Linked DNA regions of Zea mays: region 2 is linked to region 1. A link is a contact called in public Hi-C data. All regions are on one chromosome and are shown on one strand. The core of a region is the stretch at or near the end of the contact, and the rest is flanking DNA. Distances in the headings are between cores, read along the strand shown.

What was found. Hi-C and Micro-C count contacts between places; a contact is called where the count stands out from the background.
Region 2: a contact with region 1 is called in a Hi-C map of leaf, with 2.7 times the contacts expected there. The contact joins the promoter of LOC103636001 here to the promoter of LOC100384654 in region 1. A contact is called at or near these places in 4 of 25 Hi-C or Micro-C datasets (leaf and tassel).

The regions. Positions count from the first base shown.
Region 1 is chr8:140,330,943-140,334,717 of Zm-B73-REFERENCE-NAM-5.0, reverse strand. LOC100384654 reads left to right here and starts at 1,571. Exons shown (of 13, transcript NM_001177139.1): 1 at 1,571-1,581; 2 at 1,684-1,744; 3 at 1,849-1,969; 4 at 2,066-2,166. The coding sequence starts at 1,854.
Region 2 is chr8:140,590,214-140,593,988 of Zm-B73-REFERENCE-NAM-5.0, reverse strand. LOC103636001 (DEAD-box ATP-dependent RNA helicase 40) reads left to right here and starts at 1,702. Exons shown (of 7, transcript XM_008658360.3): 1 at 1,702-2,333; 2 at 2,443-2,511; 3 at 3,326-3,595. The coding sequence starts at 1,926.

The DNA.
Region 1 (3,775 bases), core at 322-2,821:
CGCCTTAGAGCAACTCAATCATGAGCCCAATAATTGGGCCCTATATTTCAATTTAGCTACATACTCAATTTGTTTAGGGCCCAAATTGAAGGTCCGTTTCCAACCATTGAGCCTTAAACTAGGTTTATGTTGGAACCACCGGCCTATTTCTGTTAGTCATCCAACAATCGTCGAAGGCCCCCCAAGTCGCCCATGCCAGGCGTGCGTGCGGTGTGCCTCGCCCAAGTTTCAGTGTCGGTTTATTCAGTAATTGGGTTCCATGCATTCATCTCTTACTTTCTGTTATAGTTTATACAACTTCCTGTTTCAGTTTATACAACTTGTGATGTAACAGTTTCAGTAGCCAAATCAAATGTTGTACTTAAACATTGACATTGTTGTACTGAAACACGATTTCAGTGGCCGAAGCAAATGAGGTACTAAAAAATTGTTGTGCTGAAGCTAATGATTTAGAAGCCGAAATAAATGATGCACCTCATATTATGTGGCCTAAAAAACTGAAGGACATTGCAACATCCTAAACTAAATAACTTATTGTGGCCGAAGCAAATAAATAAGCATATGGAACTTTTTGTTACTAAATGGAAAGATGCACATGATCTCACATGATTCGATGGCAGTCAATGGGCAAGATCTAACATTTTTCTTAGGACATGATTCAGGTATAGCAATAAGAAAGCAGACACAGATTCAGGACATGATTTAGCCTTACCAGTTTGCATATGACACCACAAAAATAACCGATGATAGATAACTATAAGAAAACAGACTACTATAGGAGAACAACCCACAATTTTCTTACTTTGCAGAAACTAGGGCAACTCAATACATATACACAAACTTCCCGTTCTCAATTCACACAAATGGCTCGTTCTTCACAAAAACTTCTTGTTCTTACATCACAGAAACAACAACATGGTTGTTACACATAGATAGATAATAAGCTCACTCACACATACACAAACAACTTCTTGTTCTTTCAACACAAATACTATGTTCATCCACACAAAATGTACCCGTGGAGCACCAAGCAGATTCACCAGACGAGAACAGAGAGACACACCAGGGGATGTGGGAGGATGGAGAGGAGCATCATGCTTCTAGGGGAGCACCAAGCAGATCCGGCGTCGAGAACCACAACGCGAAATCTAAGCGGAGGCATGTGGGCGAATCGTGAAGCAGAAGATGGAGGGAACGGGCACGTGCGTGCGCCAAATTGGGAGGGAGGTTGGAGGGGACGGGTGGGGGCGTGCAACCGGATTGCCAGTAGATGGAGTGGAAGTGAGAAAGAAGACCACCAACGAAATTTCGCGTGATCAACAGTTCAACACACAAAGTATAGAGTGGATACTTTCTGGGTCTCAAATATGGTATTCATGAGTCTGGACCGTAAGACGGTAAGATGAATTTCATTAAAATAAGACTCCTGTTTTATTGTTTAGGCCCTGTATATTTTAATTTGTTTATACGTTCAGGGCTACTATTGAAGCAGACTCCACCCGGCGCGTCCTCGTCTCGTCTCGTCTCGCACGCACCCCTCACTTTCCTTGTCAATCGACTCGCGATCGAATCCGCCCCGAGGTTCCAAACCCTAGCTTTCTCTCATCCTCCACGAACCCTAGATCCAAAATCTAACACACGTCATCCTCTTATTATCGCCGTGCTTGACGCTTCTCTCTGCAGTCGATTCCGCCGCGGACCGACCGGTTCACTTCCCTTTTCTCCCGAGATCTCGACTCTCGAGGTGAGCGTTTTGATGCTCTTCTGCGGCTGTTTCGGCGGTTCGCATCGTCTGTATGCACCGTGATGCTCATATGCATTCGTTCGTGGTGTTGCTGACTGTTGCAGCAAGTATGGGTGAGGCGAAGGACAACGAGGTGTACGAGGAGGACCTAGTCGACTATGAGGAGGAGGTGGAGAATGTCATTGATGGCGCCCCCACCAACGGCTCCTCAGATGTCGTCAAGAAGTACGTTCCATAGGAGAGCTTTTGTTGCTAGATTTCGTGGTTGAGTAGTCTGATCTGAACTATTGGGGTTTCGCGTTGTGTGTTGTGTGTTGACAGGGGGTACGTAGGGATCCACAGCTCGGGGTTCAGAGACTTCCTGCTCAAGCCAGAGCTTCTTCGCGCCATTCAGGATTGCGGGTTTGAGCATCCTTCTGAAGGCAAGATTTACTTTTGTTCTTGTGCTAACTATGCCCTTTACTATCATATTAGCCTTGGATGCATTGGAACTAAATGTTGGTAAATATGTACTATTCTCTTAAATTGCAAGTTTGTGATGCACGGTTTGAGGGAAGAGGGATGTTAAACATGGGCCTGGGCTTGAAATCAAGCTATTTGACATCCTTAATATATGTTGAAGCAGGGCCATTCCCAACATACCAAGAACCTTGTGTAAATTAAATTTTATGACATGATAAGATCTAGTCTCTCCAATTTTTAGTTTTAGCAGTTCTTATGTCAAACATATTTTTAACTTCACCGTTAATCTATAAAAAAATACACTGATAACATAAAGCGTTATTAGATTCAGTATGGAAAGTGCATTTCAAGTCAATATATTAACCACCTTTTGTTTGAAATGCTATATTTTCATAGAAACTATATTGAAAATGCCAACATTTTAACATAAATATATGTCAAATTTTCACCATATACATCAGATAAATGTTCTAAATGACACATGTATGTTGATTTGGAGAGAGGATTGGAAGAGTGTTTGCAAATAAGTACATACTAAATATCAGGTAGAATCTGTGATAGTGTCTTAATACTATATGATACTCAAATAAGGACATGCTAAACATCATGATAGAGATGCTTTTGTGGGAAAGGTATATCAGAGGCGTAGGCAACAGGGACAAGAGCTAAAGTGAAGAGGAGTGTCGACAACATTGCTTTCTATGATAAGATAATTACTTTCGTAGATTTTTAGTTTGTTTCAGTTAGAGTTTGTTAGCACCTTTAGTTGCAGGGATTTATCTATCCGGTTTAGATCTGTTAGGATCTTTAGAGTTTACTCATTCAGTAGCTGCAGAGTTTATCCATTTAGATTGGATCTGTTAACAAATCCTTAGAGTTTATCCATTCAGGCACTCTCAGTCTATAAGAGAGAAGCTATATTTTGTATTAGGATCAGGAAAAGGAATAAATCTCTCCCAGAAAAGGGGGAGGTTACCTTTGAGACACGCTGGCAGGTTCATCCGGCTGTCAGCAAGTCTCTGGTTATCCTCCTTCCCACTCATACCAGCTTCGATCTCTTCCCCAATCTGCTTGTGTCTTGCATTCTCCCTGGCGCTCGCCTCCACGAAAGTGACCACCCACATCACATCAGGTAGTCTCTGATAGTGTGATAATTGTACTCCTTCCCTTCCAAATTATAAAACGTTTTGGCTTTTCTGGATACATTGTTTTTACTATGTATCTAGGTGTAGTGTATATCTAAGTGCATAGCAAAAGCTGTGAATGTAGAAAAGCCAAATTGCATTATAATTTGGATTTTGGAACAAAGGGGGTATGCTATTTCGTTGTGAAAACTGACACTGACTATCTGAGGTCCCAACGCCACACAAAAATGTTATTCAACTGTTGAAGGAAAAAAGGTTACCTTAGCAACCTGGTAACATATGTAATATGTTCTTAATTTTGTCAACAAGTACATATATAAGTTCAGAGCAAGAAATAAGCAAACTGGGTGGATTCTTCTTATTTGAAACTAGTGAAACTACACACTTAAAGTTGAGTTATTGATCAAAATAAATGCAGGGTTAA
Region 2 (3,775 bases), core at 453-2,952, 260 kb before region 1:
GCTTCTTCACACCGTGGGCCTTTGTTCGAAGATCCCTATTCATACAATATACTCTAGAGACATTGTTAAATCATGTTTTTGAGGACCTTCGGAAGGCGAAGGCCCCCAACAGTAAAATGTTGGGGACTTGTTCTCAAATGCTATGAATCAAGAACAAGGCAACATAAAATGTTAAATATCAAAGCCCTTCGTCCTTCAAATCATTATTTCCTCTCGGATATAACGAATTTAGGACGAAGGTCATGAAGGACATACCTTCATGATCATGATAAAAGGTGGAGAACATTCAAACAAAGTACAGAAAGTAACATAATTACTGTAAACATTATTACTAATCTATTTTCATTTATATTACTTGTGTAAACAATGATGAATTACAAATGTACCTTCGGCTTGAAGGAAAGAGAATACAAGCGTGACGCAAAAGTGAATGCCAAATCAGCGTGAACAGTACGAGAGTACTGTTCATCTATTTATAGGCACGGGTCGCAGCCCATGTAAAATTACATCCAGACCCTTTGCCTATGACAACAACTCTATAGTAATTTATCCGGGTCTAAATAGTCTTTTCCTTTTTAAGTCGGTTTCCTCTTTTCTGTCATCATGCCGAAGCTCCCTTGCGTACAGCTTCGGCTCTGCTCCATCCTTTGTGTTGTTTCCGTGCTTCTTCACACCGTGGGCCTTTGTTCGAAGATCCCTGTTCATACAATATACTCTAGAGACATTGTTAAATCATGTTTTTGAGGACCTTCGGAAGCCGAAGGCCCCCAACAAGCTTCGTACGATATTACATTTATGTCCTTAGAGATTACACATAAAGTTTACGAATATCACAGGGACAACATTGTCTTTTACCCTCAGCGACATGGATGACACCTTGTATCATCTTCCCGTGTTGTCATAACAAAGCTACCTTCATTACGCTTCCACCGTTCCGCGTCAAAGCTATTCTGGTTCCGAAGCTCCTGTAAGACTTGGCAATATGCTGATAACAAATGGTTAACCGTGTTTTTGAGGACCTTCGGAAGATAAAGGCCCACAACACATGTATCCGTCCCATTTCTAATTATTTGTATCTGATCCCAAACACGATTGAAATATGTTATTGTAGGATACTATTTGTTCGTATCTTTCACCCCTAAGGCCGTCTGCAGCAGTCTATCCAAAGTTTACTCAAAAGCATTGTTTTTCACTGTTCTACGCTGTAGACTGTATTGTTCGCAGAGTGGAGTTTGAATATATGTATAGATATGGGTAAGGTGCTGGAGATATGCTAAGAGCATCTTCAATAAGGAGTTCTGAAATAGAGCCCTAAAAATTGAAATAGAACCACTTTTAAAGTGTATAGAGCCTCAAATTTTATACCTTAACAGTTAGACCTTAAATAATGCTATTAGAAAATAAATTATGTTATTAAGAAATAAATAGTTGTATATTAAGAGAAAGCAAGACTATGGCTCGAATATATAGGGTACTATATTTAGAGGTGTTTGGTTTTATGGGCTAATTTTTAGTACATTCATTTAATTCCATTTTAATACTTAAATTATTAAATATGAAAAAATAAAATAAAAATTTAATTTCTATACTTTGTAATGTATAGACTAAAATAATATAAAATAAAGAGACTAAAAATTAGTATCTACAAACCAAACACTTCCTTATAAATTGAGACATCATACTCTAGAATTTTAATAAAATAGACCATTGTTGAACTGTATTTTATGGTTCCGAACGTTGTTTAAGGTCTCTCGGACATGTCCTAACTCCTCGAGCTAAAAAAAAAACGCAAGAAAACAGGGCAAGACCACAAATCCAAACCCCCGCATCGTCCTCGTCGCCGCCACAGAGCCCCTCGTCTCGGCCGCCCTTCGCCGCCTCCGCGGAGCAGGCATCGCAGGAGACCAAAGATCCGGCCAGCTCTGATGTCAGGAGCTAGTGGCTCAACCGGGCGCGCGGCCCCGCGGTACGCCCCGGATGACCTGACGTTGCTCAAGCCGTGGCGCGGCCTCGTCGACGGCACCACCGGCTACCTGTACTACTGGAACCCGGAGACGAACGTCACGCAGTACGAGCGGCCTATGCCCCCTGAGAATCAGCTGCCCCCGCCCCCGCCCCCGTTGCCTCCCCCGCCTCCCCGGAGCCGCGACCGGCGCGACAGGTCCAGATCCCGATCCCGCACCCCTCCCAGGCGCGACCGCCGCGACCGCGACCGTGACGACGAGCATGCGTCCTCCAAGACGGCGTCTTCCCACCACCATCCGGCTCCGATAGCCGTCGCCGACTATCCGTCCACCGAGGCATACCGACGCCGCCATGAGATCACCGTCACGGTATGAATTCTACGCGGCCACATCTCCTGCTATAATGTTAGACGCAGCTCAAGCTCGTATCATGTTATCTTTTCGTCCCTTGTTGATGGGTCTCTCTTCCTGTTTGCAGGGGGATAACGTGCCGGCTCCAATAACTTCATTTGAGGCTGGTGGCTTCCCATCAGAAATTCTGAAGGAGGTATGGTTCCATAGGTGAACCCACATAACTCATGATCTAATTCTAACCCTAACAAAGTTGCATGCGAGGGACCAAGGTCTTCAAGTATGGCGAGGGAAATGGATCGTGCACATGTGCTCCAGTTGCCTGCTTGTTTCTCTTTATTTGCTTCATTGTGCTAAATCAGCGCTGGCTATGTGTACCGACTGCTTATCTCCATCTGTGGCAGATGCGATATCTGCTCCGAGGGGGAGCTAATGTCGTATGCTGCCTCGCGCGCCCTTGGCCAATCTATAAGTGAGATGAGCTGAGGGCAGGTCTTGCTGATGGAGCTGCCAAGGTGGGTGAACGCTCGAGGTTGCTCGCTTCCTCCCTGGGGGGCCGCCCATGGAGCGGAGGAGGGCCACCCACTCGTGGCACCCACGGTGGCTGATTTGTCGCTCTGCGTCCAATTCTTGGAAAAGGCTCCTTGCATGGATGATGGGCTTCTTCTGGGGCTTGACCCATGGAGGTCTGGCCCAGGCTGTCAACGCCCATCCATATATAGGATCGGGTGGCAGCTGCTGGAAGGGGCCTTGTGGATCAACGGTCTATGCCTGAGTGAGCCTCCATGGACTCTGTTAGAGCTTTTTCTACTTCGCCTTGTGTGCGCAAGTCTACACATTGCGGGAACATTTTATTTGTATGGCCTTAAATTGTCCTCATGCATTGTCTTTATTTGTGCAACAAAGAGTTCAAAGGGGATATGTTTAATCAAATTTAACCACTTATATGAATTCTTACATTGTCTTTATTTCCCTTGTTTGTTGCTATTCCCCCATTTTACTTTCTGAAGATACAACGTGCTGGATTTGCAAGCCCAACACCTATCCAAGCGCAGTCATGGCCAATTGCTATGCAAAATCAAGATGTAGTAGCTATTGCGAAGACTGGATCAGGCAAAACTCTTGGTTATCTACTTCCTGGATTTATGCATATCAAGCGCCTGCAGAACAGCACTAGGAATGGTCCAACAGTGCTAGTTTTGGCCCCAACAAGGGAACTTGCAACGCAGATTCTGGATGAAGCTATGAAATTTGGAAGATCATCTAGAATTTCTTGCACGGTTTGTTCTGTCTGTATCTATTTTAATATACAAATGGTCACGATTTTATGTTTTACCAGGTTATTAATTCAAAAAACCTTCTGAGGAATGTTTAAACTGTTGACCATGTGTTGAAGTTATATTGTGAATTATTATATTGTACTTGTTGATCTGTGTGACTGTCTAATGTTTGTCTCACTG